Linked DNA regions of Delphinus delphis: region 1 is linked to region 2. A link is a contact called in public Hi-C data. All regions are on one chromosome and are shown on one strand. Each heading gives the region's core, a stretch centred on a gene start, on an enhancer-like site or on the middle of the called end of the contact. The rest is flanking DNA. Distances are from core to core; before and after follow the strand shown. Region 1 holds the start of VPS36 (vacuolar protein sorting 36 homolog). Region 2 holds the start of SLC25A15 (solute carrier family 25 member 15).

The links. A called contact is a pair of places that touch in the nucleus more often than the background predicts.
Region 1: a contact with region 2 is called in a Hi-C map of lung, with 2.7 times the contacts expected there. The contact joins the promoter of VPS36 here to the promoter of SLC25A15 in region 2. A contact is called at or near these places in 2 of 3 Hi-C or Micro-C datasets (lung and muscle).

Annotation. Positions count from the first base shown.
Region 1 is chr18:15,496,661-15,503,505 of mDelDel1.2, reverse strand. VPS36 (vacuolar protein sorting 36 homolog) reads left to right here and starts at 3,409. Exons shown (of 14, transcript XM_059996110.1): 1 at 3,409-3,758. The coding sequence starts at 3,663.
Region 2 is chr18:15,260,588-15,267,432 of mDelDel1.2, reverse strand. It overlaps SLC25A15 (solute carrier family 25 member 15), which reads right to left and starts at 1,877. Exons shown (of 7, transcript XM_059996103.1): 1 at 1,727-1,877.

The DNA.
Region 1 (6,845 bases), core at 2,160-4,659, 230 kb before region 2:
GTATTTTGTTTAATTAGTCTCACTTCATAGTTACCAAGATGAGCAATTTCTAATGTTCACTTTTTCTTCTTTCAGAAAACCAGAAGGTTACAGGGGAAAAGTCTATTGCCATTTCAGTATAGAGGATCTTTTAGATTCGGTTTATCACAGATGGTTTTCTCTGAAAGAGCTACAGAAGATAAAGGAATTTTAAAGTAAGATGCAGGGATTGTGGCACATCAGGGCCTTGATATCCCCAGGCTGCAGTCATTGATGCAGGATGCTCTGTGGCCAGTGTCTGAGCAACTGTTTGAAGATGTTCATTATCCTGCAAGCTTTGAAAGTATCTTTTCAACATTGAGTCTGGGATGTGCTACTCGTTTTTGACCCACTCAGATACAACAACCATACTATTATTACTTATTTTTTCGCCTTTTAAGAAACGCACATTACTCCTGTTCTATTAAGGCCCAATGAAAAGCATTTTCTTCAACTAGTAGCTCCGATGTCAACAAAAACAAAGAGCAGGCAAGGCACTGCATCCTTCTTTCTTTCTTTCTTTCTTTTTTTATGTGGCTGTGGGATCTTCGTTCCCTTACCAGGGATTGAACCCATGCGCCCTGCAGTGGAAGTGTGAAGTCCTAACCACTGGACCGCCAGGGAATTCCCTGTTTTGATTTTTATTTAACGTTTAAAACAATTGAAGTACAATTGACATATAACATTATATTAGTTTCAGATGTACAATATAATGATTTGATATTTGTGTATATTGCAAAATGATCACCACAAGAAGTCTAGTGAATATCAGTCACCATACACAGTTACAAATTTTTTTTCATGGGATGAGAACTTTTAAGATTTACTCTCTTAGCAGCTTTCAAATATGAAATATAATATTATTAATTATAGTCACCATGCTGTCCCCATGACATTTATTTTATAATTGGAAGTTTGTATTTTTTGACCCCCTTCACCCATTTTGCACACCCTCAACCCCCCACCTCTGGCAACCACCAGTCTGTCGTCTCTATGTTTTGGGGGAGTTCCATATGTAAATGAGATCATACAGTGTTTGTCTTTCTCTGACTTATTTCGCTTATGTAATCCCTTCAAGGTCCATCCACATTGTTGCAAATGGCAAGATTTCATTCTTTTTACAGCTGTATAATATTCCACTGTATGTGTGTATTATATGCCACATTTTCTTTACCTATTCATCTATTGATGGACACGTAGGTTGTTTCCATCTTGGCTGTTGTAAACAATGCTGCAACAAACATGGGGGTGCAGGTATCTTTTTGAATTAGTGTCTTCACTTTTTCCAGATAAATACCTGGAACAAAATTGTTGGATCATATAATAGTTCTACCTTTAATTTTTTGAAGACTCTCCATACTGTTTTCCATAGTGGTGGCAGCAATTTACATTCCTGCCAATAGTGCACAAGAGTTCCCTTTTCTCCATGTCCTTGCCAACACTTGTTATTTGTTGTCTTTTTGATAGTAGCCATTCTGACAAGTGTGAGATGGTATCTCACTATGGTTTTGATTTGCATTGCTCTGATGATTAGTGATGGTGAGGCTCTTTTTGTTGTTTTTAATTGAAGTATAGTTGATTTACAATGTTGTATTAGTTTCTGGTGTACAGCAAAGTGGTTCAGTTATACATATACATGGATATATATATATATATTTCACATTCTTTTCCATTATAGGTTATTATAAGATATTAAATAAAGTTCCCTGTGCTATACAGTACGACCTTATTGGTTGTTTTTTTTTTAATAAATTTATTTATTTATTTTTGGCTGCACTGGGTCTTCGTTGCTGCGTGGGCTTTCTCTAGTTGCGGCGAGCAAGGGCTACTCTTTGTTGCGGTGCGTGGGCTTCTCATTGCAGTGGCTTCTCTTGTTGCGGAGCATAGGCTCTAGGAATGCAGGCTTCAGTAATTGCAGCACACAGGCTCAGTAGTTGTGGCTCACGGGCTCTAGAGCGCAGGCTCAGTAGCTGTGGTGCATGGGCTTAGTTGCTCTGCGGCATGTGGGATCTTCCCAGACCAGGGCTCGAACCCATGTCCCTGCATTGGCAGGCAGATTCTTAACCACTGTGCAACCAGGGAAGCCCTGTTTTATATATATATACACATATAAAACGGTTTGAATCTGTTAATCCCAAACTCCTGATTTATCCCCTCACACCCGGCCCCCGCTTTCCCCTTTGGTAACCTTAAGTTTGTTTTCTATGCCTTAAGTTTGTTTCTGTGTTGTAAATAAGTTCCTTTGTATCATATTTTAGATTCCACATATAAGTGATATCATATGGTATTTGTCTTTCTCTTTCTGACTTACTTCACTTACTATGATAATCTCTAGGTCCATCCATGTTGCTGCAAATGGCATTATTTCATTCTTTTTTATGGCTGAGTAATATTCCATTGTATATATGTACCATGTCTTCTTTATCCATTTCTCTGTCGATGGACATTTAGGTTGCTTCCATGTCCTGCCTATTGTAAACAGTGCTGCAATGAACATTGGGGTGCATGTATCTTTTCGAATTAGAGTTTTCTAGGGATATATGCCCAGGAGTGGGATTGCTAGATTATGTGGTAGCTCTATTTTCAGTTTTTTAAGGAACCTCCATACTGTTTTCCATAGTGGCTGCACCAATTTACATTCCCACCAACTGTGTAGGAGGGTTCCCTTTTCTCCACACTCTCTCCAACATTTATTATTTGTAGACTTTTTAATGATGGCCATTCTGACTGGTGTGAAATGATACCTCATTGTAGTTTTTTATTTTATTATTTTTTAAAATTAAATTTATTTATTTATTTTTGGCTGCACTGGGTCTTCGTTGCTGCACGCGGGCTTTCTCTATTTGTGGCGAGCAGGGGCTACTCTTCGCTGCGGTGCGCAGGCTTCTCATTGCAATGGCTTCTCTTGTTGTGGAGCACAGACTCTAGGCATGCAGGCTTCAGTAGTTGTGGCTTGTGGGTTCAGTAGTTGTGGCTTGCGGGCTCTACAGCGCAGGCTCAGTAGTTGTGGCGCACAGGCTTAGTTGCTCCGCTGCATGTGGGATCTTCTCAGACCAGGGCTCGAACCCGTGTCCCCTGCATTGGCAGGCGGCTTCTTAACCACTGTGCCACCAGGGAAGTCCCTTAAATGAAAATGATTTTAATGTGAAAAACAGAAGGATACAAAATAGTACTTACATACTGATTGAAGCTGTGTGAAAACAATTCAGGTCATGAATATTCATCTGGAAAAAAAAGTTATCATTTACAGCCTTTAATGAACATGGCAGCATGCTGGGCACTGACAAGAAAACGGCACAAATACGCAGATATAAAGCACAATAAGAAAGTCCAAGCTGCGGTTTGGGCTCCCTCAAAGTCCGTTGTAAACTCTGTGTTTGTTTCTGAGCTGGACAAAGGATGGGGTGGATGTCCCCACCGGGCCCTTGGCGGAAGGAACGCCAGGGGGCGCGCCAAGCACGTCGCCACGTCCCCCGGCGACCCCGGGGTAGCGCGCGTTCCCCAGAGCGCCCGGGCAGGACCGCTACCTCCCTGCCGGCCTCCACCCCGCCCACCGCCAGGGGGCGCAGCAGGCTGCCCGGCACTCGGCTCGCCGCCGGGAGCGCCAGCGCGGGCGAGCGGCGGTGGCCGGCCTGGGGGCGGCCATGGACCGCTTCGTGTGGACCAGCGGCCTCCTGGAGATCAACGAGACCCTGGTGATCCAGCAGCGAGGAGTGCGCATCTACGACGGCGAGGAGAAGGTAGGGCGGCGGCCGGCCTGGCCTTGCTCCCGGACCCGGACTCGCGGGCCCTGCCTCGCCGCTCGGCGCCGCCCCCGCAGTCCACGCCGGCCCAGCGCCCGGCTCCGGCCCGACTTGGGAACGGCTCCGGGCGGGCGCGCCGGGCGGAGGCCCCTTTCCCACCCGGGGTGAGACCCCTTCGGGAGGCACGGCGGGCGCGGGCCGGGAACCCTGATTCCTCGCCCCGATCGCGGCGGGCGGGCGACGGGCAGGCCGGTTCCGCCTTTGTCCGGAGGCCGCCGGGTCCTGCGCTCCGAACCGGGCGTGACTTCGGGCGCTGGGACCTGGGGGAGCCCGAGGGACTAGGCGGTCCCGGCCGGAGCGGGAGGGGGGGTGGCTTTAAAAGGATTTCCGAAAAGAGGAGTTAGCCTCTCCTGGGACTCCTTGGCTGTAGGCTCTGTGTTTTGTTTGTTTTTTCTTTAGGAGTGACAGTAGAAAGGCGGTTTGATTGTTTTGTCGAGTGGTGGAGTAGGCCATGCCCGGTAATCCAAGCGTAAACCTTAGGAGGTGTGTTTGCAAATTGAAAGGAGAAATATTGCCAGTATTTCACAGAAATATTAACGTTCACTGGAGACTTCCGTCAGACTACAAACTATCATCCTGTTCTGGATGAAATGTATAAACTGGAATTAAAAAAAATTAAAAAACCCATTTACTCACTAGCATTTGTGGTTTCCAGAAGTTTTCACTTGCTACTTCTCCTTCCTTGGAGTTTCCTTAGAGAAACTTCCTCCTGTACTTTCGCAAACGTTGCTGGACCCAGAGCTCTTTCTGTCTGTGCTTTACAGAAGCTTGAGGCTTCCTTCCTTCTAGGGGGTGGAGGGCAGGGGTTAGTTACACAGCCATCGGAGGTACCGGGGGCCCAGGGGCTCTCCCTACTGGAGGGCATTTTTCCATATTTCCATTATTGAGTAAAGATCTTTTTTTCTTAAATAATTTGCTTGGCCTTAACTCTGTTTACTGCTTCAGTACTTTTATTAACTTGATCTCAAATTGGGTTTGCATGTTTTGGTTGGAGTGACAAGCTCAATGTTTTTGTTTTTGTAAACCGAGGTTACACCTTTGGAACTGGGGAGAATGGGAAGCTTAATCAACCTGTCCCCCCTCGGGGGCTTGGAGCTTGGCAGCACCCTCAGGTCCGAATATGGGTATTGACAGATGGGTCTTCAAAGTCTCCTCCAAAGCCACTCCCTGCTGGCCGTCTAGCTTTTGCCGATCCCCACACTCTGTTGTTCTATGGAATTGCAATATGCAAATTAGGGACATGTTGGCTGCACAAAACATAACTGTGGTATTTTTTTTTTAATAAATTTATTTATTTATTTTTGGCTGCATTGGGTCCTCGTTGCTGCGCACGGGCTTTCTCTAGTTGTGGTGAGTGGGGGCTACTCTTCGTTGCGTTGCGCAGGCTTCTCATTGCAGTGGCTTCTCTTGTTGTGGAGCACGACTCTAGGCATGTCAGGATCAGTAGTTGTGGCACGTGGGCCCAGTAGTTGTGGCTGGCGGGCTCTAGAATGCAGGCTCAGTAGTTGTGGCGCACCGGCTTAGCTGCTCCGTGGCATGTGGGATCTTCCCAGACCAGGGCTCGAACCCGTGTCCCCTGCATTGGCAGGTGGATTCACAACCACTGCGCCACCAGGGAAGTCCTTATGGTATCTTTAAAACAATAAAAAGATCAAACGATTAGCACCCATATATGAAAAACCATTGCTGAACCAGCAAATTCTAGTTTTTCTTTTATTTATTTTTGCTTCTTATTTTAGCAGATATATAGGTATCAGAGGATTGAGAAAAAAGTCATGGAAAATACTTAGTCGAGACCCTTTGATCTCATCAAGAATTCTTTCTTTTATAACTTTATTTATTGAAGTATAGTTGATTTACAGTGTTGTGTTAGTATCAGGTGTACTGAAAAGTGGTTCAGTTGTACAGATGTATCTATTCTTTTTCAGATTCTTTTCCATTATAGGTTATTACAAGATACTGAATATAGTTCCCTGTGCTATACAGTAGGTCCTTGTTGTTAGTCAAGAATTCTTAACTGTTCTGCAAGCTGGGGGTGGTGCGGGAGGGCTATGGGTGTCTTGAAACCTAAGCGAAGCTCTAAGGCCTGCTCACCACTGTGGTCCCTGGGCTGGATCTACTCAGTCACTTGCTGAGCTGTCCCTAGTGTGGCTGAGGGCCAGACTGATTCCTGGGGGAAGTCTTGCATCCTGGCTTTCTCCCTCTGCTGGAAGGCGTCCAGACCTCGCGTGGTCTGAGGACTCCAGGAAACTGCACTCATCAACCTCCGGATCTGAGCAGGTGCCCTTTCAGAATCTCTCACTAGCTCCCGTGGTCTCAGTGCTGCAGTGCAGACTGCACAGCCTTCTCAGCTTTGCACCCAACATGTTCCCCAGTAGGTGCAGGGCTAAGACCAGTGGACTCTCCCTACTCGTCCTTTGTATCTTCTGGCTCACTGTGGGTGTGAAATACATTAAAACAAAGAAACACACGAAACCTTGAAGAAGCAGCGCACCTGCTACGTGCCAGGAGCTTTACATAATTTAATCCTCTCAATGGGCATGTGAGGTGAGTATTTTACTGAATGAGAAAAGAACTCTCAGAGGCAACAGTGACTTGCCCTAAGATCCACTGAGTTAGTTCAGAAGAGCTGGGAGTTAAATCTCTATTGATCAGACTCCCAAAGACTGTGCTTTGTTCACACTGCTGGAGCGCTTCAAAAATACAGCAGTCGGGGCTTCCCTGGTGGCGCAGTGGTTGAGAGTCCACCTGCTGATGCAGGGGACACGGGTTCGTGCCCCGGTCCGGGAAGATCCCACGTGCCGTGGAGTGGCTGGGCCCGTGAGCCATGGCCGCTGAGCCTGCGCGTCCGGAGCCTGTGCTCCAAAATGGGAGAGGGCACAGCAGTGAGAGGCCCACGTACTGCAAACAAACAAACAAACAAAAAAAACAGCAGTCACCAGTGCCAGACCCTTTCCGTAGTGTAATATGTATGTTCTACGTATGTTTATGGAACATCCTCTGAAGATGAGTACACTGAGACCC
Region 2 (6,845 bases), core at 628-3,127:
TGAATAACAAGGAATGCTTTTTATCCATCACACTGAAGACCTGTGTGATCCCAGTCAGGACACCTCTCAGAGGAGGGGGTGGGCAGGCTGGATGACCAATGAATACCAACATCTTCCTAATCAGCAGCAGCAGAGAATAATTTTAGCCACCAAGAAGTTTTTTAACCACTTGAAGCATGTTGTCAATGACTAGACACCAAGAATCTTTACAAAAAATGTTAAAACCAGCAACAGCACAAGAACACTACTTAATAAAGCAACTAAAATTAGACATACAATTAGATGTACAAAACACTGACTTTATGTTACTGATAGACCTGGAGAGGCAGTACCAATTACTAAGGTTGATAAGACGGTGACCATCCAGTATCTAGAGAAGGATATCAGGGTCCTAACCCAATCTCTTCCTTTTCCAGATGGAAAACTGAGTCCAGAGGAAGACAAGGACTTGTCCAAGGTCATACAACAAGTCCGTGGCAGAGACAGGATTCAACTCAAGTCTTGCCTTTTGGGTCTGTTCTATCAAGCAGAGTATTCCCACCTGGCCAAAAAGAGAAAACAAAACACCCAACCCTGCATTTTAGAGGAAAATGGAGACAAGGGGGGAAAGGAGTCACAGACAGGTCACATCCAATGCAGCCCATTCCCTTGGCGGGGGTGGACATTTCTTTCTTAGAAGAGGCACAGCAGATGGTACTGTGTCATCAATGCGAATTCAACCCTTTTAGATTCGACCCTTTTAGGCAAGTCAAACAAACACATCAACTCCTACAAATAACTACTTGTAGAATTATTAGAACAGTTAACAAACAGTCTTAACAGATTAACTCAGAAGGGGCATCTGTTTCAAATTACGCGTAGCTTTGGCTTGAAGGAGGCAATGGGGCGTGGAGGCAGCCAGACTGATCAAGTTGAGTTAATTAAACTGATTCGTGAGCCTTCGTATCAACTGGAAGAGAAAAACGGAATCCTTTCAGCGTCCCCTTACCCTTCCTTCAAACTACACCGGAGTCAAACTCCAAACGAAACAACGCAGACCATGTATCTTTTTCATTCCTTCGGGAAATTAACTTATCGTGTGGGAGAATCCGAGGAGGCCGCATTCCCCACTAGGTAACACGAATTGCTCCGGGAAGATTCCAGCTTCAAGGCCGAAGCTGGCGCCCGCCATCCGAGCGCCCAGAGCTGGTGGGGCCCACGGGCGCTGGGATGCAAACCAGTCTCGCCGCTCAGCAGCTGGCTCGGGAGCTCCTGCTCCGGGGCTCGGGATCCCGATCCGCACAAGGGTCAGCTTAAGGAGACAACTTCCAACTTTGTTGTCTTCCCGGCCCTAAACGTTCGCTGACTCTGCCACAACAACCTGCGAGGGTCTCCCATTCATAAGCGCCTCCGCCCTCCCTGCCCGGCGCGGTGCCGGCATGACACTACGACCGGGCAAATGAGGGCAACCTTTCCCGGGACGTGACCACTGCGCGCAGGAGGCGGCGGGGCCCGAGTCTCCATGGAATCCCAGGCAAAGCGCGGGAAGGCGGCGCCCGCGGGCCCCCGGGCACGTGTGCGGCGCGGCGGGCCCGGGACCCCAGATCTCCACCCCGCCTCCCGGGAGGGTCACGCCGCCCAGGCGCGGAGGCCGGCCGGCCGGCCCGCCCGCTCCCTCTCCCTCTCCCTCCCTCTCCTCCCGGCCGGTTGCCTGCAGCCCGCGAGCGCCCGGCTGAGTTGCGCTCACCGCCGTGCCGACTGGCCACGTCCTACTCGCGCTCCGCCGCCAGCTCTCGACTCTGGCTCGGCGGCGGGGGCGGCCGCTTAACACCCACGTGGGCTACCGGCCGGCCCTCCGCCCCGCCTCCCGCGCCAGACTGCCGCCGGCAGGCGCCCCGCGGGCTCAGGAGCGACCCCTGCGGCCGGGAGGGGCTGCGCTGGGGCTGGGGCCGGGGCCGGGGCCGGGGCGCCTCCCGCCTGCCGGGGAAGCGGAAGTCGGCGCGGTGCGGCGGCGCGCTCGGGCCGGGGGGCGCGCCGGGAGCGGGAGGGGCTGGCGGGGCCGGGGGGAGGGCTGGGAGCCGCGGCCTCCACGTCGCTTTCCTGCCGTTCGGTTCCCGGAGGCCCTCGGTGAGCTCGTCTCTAGTTCGACCTCAGGCGGGGCGGGGGCGGGGGCGGGGGGTGTCGGAGTGAGGACGAGGGACTGAAGTCTTCAGGCTGATTAGCTTTGCAGGGACTCGGGGCTCAAGGCTTTAATTTTATGTTATAATTGAGTGCGAAAGTACTGGAAAGGTAGTGATGAAAAATAAATTTGCTTATTGCTGGTAAAAACAAAACCCCAAACATTTCCCAGTCCGCCCTCCGCGAGGACATCCATCTCCACCGATGACATTTCGGAAAGCACACCCACCGATGAAAACTGTAACTCTAAATGTCCTTTTAGTTTCCAGTGAATTATAGGCTAGTTCTATGGTTCTCTGGAATTTTATTAGAAAGCAGGAGTCTGTTGTGCACCGGGAGTAAAGGAATTTTCTCTAGTGCCCCAGGCTAAGACCCGCACAGCTGGAAGTGTCTTGGTCTATTACTGACAGCTGCTCGATGTTAACAGCCGCGGCCTTCGGAGTGCTTTGGTTCAAACCTCATGGATTTATTTTCCTTTTCTACACCGTGTTTTCTTCCTTAAACCGTGCTATCGTTTTCTTTTACAATTTTCTGCCCTGTTTGGATGTGGTGTTAGACTACGGCCAATGTAACTTAAGTGATTTCGGGTGAGGGCCAGTGACAAATATTTGAGGTGACTTGTGTTAGTCCTTAAACACCGGTGCCGAGCTGAATAGACCTTGGGGAAGGAGGGAAAGGGGGAGGTGCTGTGAAGGTTCAGAGCTCCTGATAAACAAGGGCCCTCCTCAACCCAGCCCAAGACCGTCTTCTGCTGCGCTTTAGAACAAAATTTAATTACAGAAGCAAGCCACGGCGTTTGAGTGACTTGCCCAAAGTGACATGTAACATAACAAGTGGGAAGCAGATCAGGACAGAACCTATGGTATAACGTCCTATAGGACTAGGACTTTCAGTATCACCTGGCTTTTGCAAACCAGAAAGATGAGGCCCAAAGGAGCTAATTAGGACAGGCTTAGATCTCCTATTACAGATTAGAAAGAGCTGGACTTGGAGCCAGGCCACTTGTGTTAAAATCTCTGTGAACTTTAGTGAGTCATTTAACCCTTTTAAACCCCAGCCATCACGTAACAGTATCTTGGCTTCCTCTGCAACCCCCTGCTGTGGGAGCCTTGGGGGCAATCCAGCATGGGGGCAGGGGAGGGCACTGCTACTCCAGATCTGGGTCTCCCTGAGCTATCAGCTCCCCCCTGATACTTTCTGGCTTTAGCACCTTCCTCTCCTACCCTCATAAGGGCTGTCCCAAACTCTCATCACTCTCCCCAAGCCTTTTACATTTCTTCTCTCCCTCGCCTCCCCTAAACAACCCTCAGCCTCAGTTCTGTAAACTAAGAAGCAATTAGGAAGCTTCTGTGCAACTCTTTAACCCCTAATCTGCAAAGTTGCCTTTTTGCACAAACTCTTCTCTGCCTGCTGTCCTGCTTGCTGTACCCCACGGCTGGCAATGATGCTGGTGAAGAAACTGAGGCTTAAAGAGGTCAAGTGACTTGCCCGATGTGCTGGTTAATGATACTAAAAGGAGAAATAATTTCACCACTTGAAGCTTTTGGGCCCTGATACCATGTGGGTGTGTTTTAACAAAGTGTTAATTGGAGTGGCAGATAATTCGAAAACAAATTACTAAGGGGGGAGCTGGGACTCAACCAAGTTTGTGTTGTTAACTGCTACACTGTACATTAATACCTCCCAGAAGGCTTCCTCTTAAAAGCAAGAGGGTTGCAGGAACCAGAAGTCCTTTCTCCTGGAATAGATCTCCCTCCATAATATTTTATAAAATAACCTCAACTGCTTAAAATCCTTCACAGCAGTGGCCCTATCTGCTATCTTTGCTTTAGGAATAGAGAAATATGTAGATGTAGAAAAGCTTAACATCTCACAGGAGCTCAGGGAATGGATTGGCAAACCACCTGGTTGGCATTAAATCATGAAAGTGTCCATGCAAGCTTTGTCCTAAGGGTAATTCCCCAGCAACCCAATGGCCTCTTGAGAACAGAGTTTTAGAGTCATGCATCACTGCTCTCCATAGAGGTTAGTCAACCCAATGGTATTTCAGATCCAGGTTCAAAACAGCAAATAAGTCAATGCACTGACCTCTTTGCTCCAGGCATCTGTTTGCTGAACTTGGGATTGCACAATCCAGGAACATCAGTGGGGCTGGCTCTGGGATGAGAGGGCAGGTATGACGCAGGTCAGAGGTGAGGGGACAGACAGAGTGGTTACATGGAAAAGGGACCTTTTGCTGTTTCAACAGAATTTCACAATGTGCTGGTTAATGATACTAAAAGGAGAAATCATTTCACCACTTGAAGGCTTTGGACCCTGAAACCATGTGGGTGTGTTTTAACAAAGTGTTAATTGGAGTTGCAAATAATTCAAAAATATAAATTATCTCTGATTCAAGGGTACTTTTAGTTAATGAGAAAGAAGAAAAAAATGCTTTGATTACACAATTTCAACTCCCATTGAACATTCCTGGCTGCTGATGTAACTTATTGAAAACTCCCTCAAAATTTTTTGGAATCAGGTAGAGTATGTATTTGAAATAAACATGGGTTTGGATTTCTGTCTTTCAATGTGGAATAAGGGGGTAATTCGTGTCTCATGAAAGAGTTGTTAGGGCCATATTTTAAAGGGGGACAATTTCTTTTGTCTTTTCCTTGTCAGCTTTTTAATGGTACAAGCAAAAATAAGAAAAAGGAAGTCAGCAAATGTGCACGTTTTATGAGCCTTAAGTTTGAATTTGTAAAATATGTGTTAAAAATAAGATAACACAAAGAATTAGGAGAAATGCCCATAAATGGTTAAACCTTAATGGGTTATCAATAAGAGGAAATACTATGCCATAATTTTAAAAATCATATTCTCATATGTTTTAGTACATATTTGGCTGCAAGTAATAGAATGTCCAACTGTCAGTATATTTATTTTGAATATAAAAATATATCTAGAAGTAGGAAGTTCCAGGGTTGATTAAGTTAGCAGCTCAAAAGTATCTGGGCCCCCTTCTCTGTGATTCTCTTCGCTTTTCCTCATGACCACAAAATGGCTGCCACAGCTCTACTGATCACATTCTCACATGCGACATCCAAAGGCAGGAAGCATTCTCCCATACTAACTTTTTATCAGAGAAAAATATTTTCCTAGAAGCCCTCTGTCAAACTTCTCCTTATATTTCATTGGCCCAGAACTGGGTCTCATGCTCCCCCAAACATAAACATTGGGAAGAGAATGAAGTTAACATGATTGGTTTAGAACAGGGGTCAGCAAACTTCTTCTGAAAAGGACCAGCTAGGAAATATTTTAGGTTTTGCAGGGCATACAATCTCTTGCCTCTATTCAACTCTGCTGTTATAAAGCAGCAGCCATAGACGCTGCCAACAGATAAGTGTGGTTGTGTTCTAATAAAACTTTATGAACACTGAAATTTGAATTTCATATACTTTTTACCTGTCACGAAATATTATTCTTCTTTTAACTTCTTTCAATCATTTAAAACTGTAAAAAACAGAAACAAGCAATAAAAACCATTTTGTATGGTTCGTGACCATAAAGAAGTAAGTGGCAGTCTAGATTTGGCTACCAGGCCATGATTTGTCAACCTCTGGTTTATCCTCTTGGGAATAAGGAGAGACCCACCTTCCCGGAGACATCACCACTGCAGACCTTAAAAAAGTAAAATAAAATAAAGCAGAGTTCTATTAGGCAATCAAGAAGGTCCCCTACCATGTATTTAGGATATGGAAGAATGCTCAGGATATAAATTTTAGAAGGCAGATTACATGTCAATATGGACTGGATGATCCCAACTAATCCTGCCCGTTGAAACCCCCGCTCTTCACCAAGACCTGTATTAGACATGGCTCCTCAAATGCCTTTCCTGGTCCCTGGTCCTCCTAAACAAATTAGATCACTGCTTCCTATCAAACTTTCCTAACAAATTTAGCACCGATCATGTGCTAGGCTCTTTGTCAACCCAAACTGAGTGCTGGAAATACAGAATGAAAGAGACAATGGCTAGCCTTAAAGAGACCTCAGTCCAAGCAGAGGAGGAAGAAACAAATAATTATAATTCAGGGAGAGCGTGCAGCAAGAGGGGTATGGGTAGTGTAGCATCTCAGAGAAGGGCATGAATAAAAGATGGAAAAGAGGGTTTCAGGGGAGGCCCCTAGGAGACCCCCGTATCAGGGTGGGTTCTGAAAGAAAAAGTGGCCCTTTTTTAAGAGGATGAAAGTCTGTTGATGTACCACCCAGGGCTCTTAGCTGCAATCAACAGAAGCTATCTCTGGCTGGTGGAGCACAAAAGCAGCTGGTTAAAAGGATGCTGGATGACTCTCACCACTGCTGAGTAGGGAGATGGTACTTCCTGAAGAACTTGAAACAAGTCCTCAAACCCACTGCAGAGCTGGTCATCCGTGGAACCCATGCTGCAGCTCCTTCCGAGCTGTAGATGTTATAGTTTGTACCACTGTCCCATTTGTGCCAGGGCCTCAGCCTTGTAGCTACTGCTCTTCCAAAGCTGGGCACCTTGGTTCCCAGCTCTGCCCAGTAAATCACTGCCACGCCATGTTCACTGCCTTGTGTTTCTCATTCCAAGTTGATGTCTCCTGTAGATACAGCTGATGGTTGGAGTCCGGGTCACATGCCTGGACCCTGATCTGTAAAGGGAGGGCTGGGAGTGTGGGGTTTCTGGC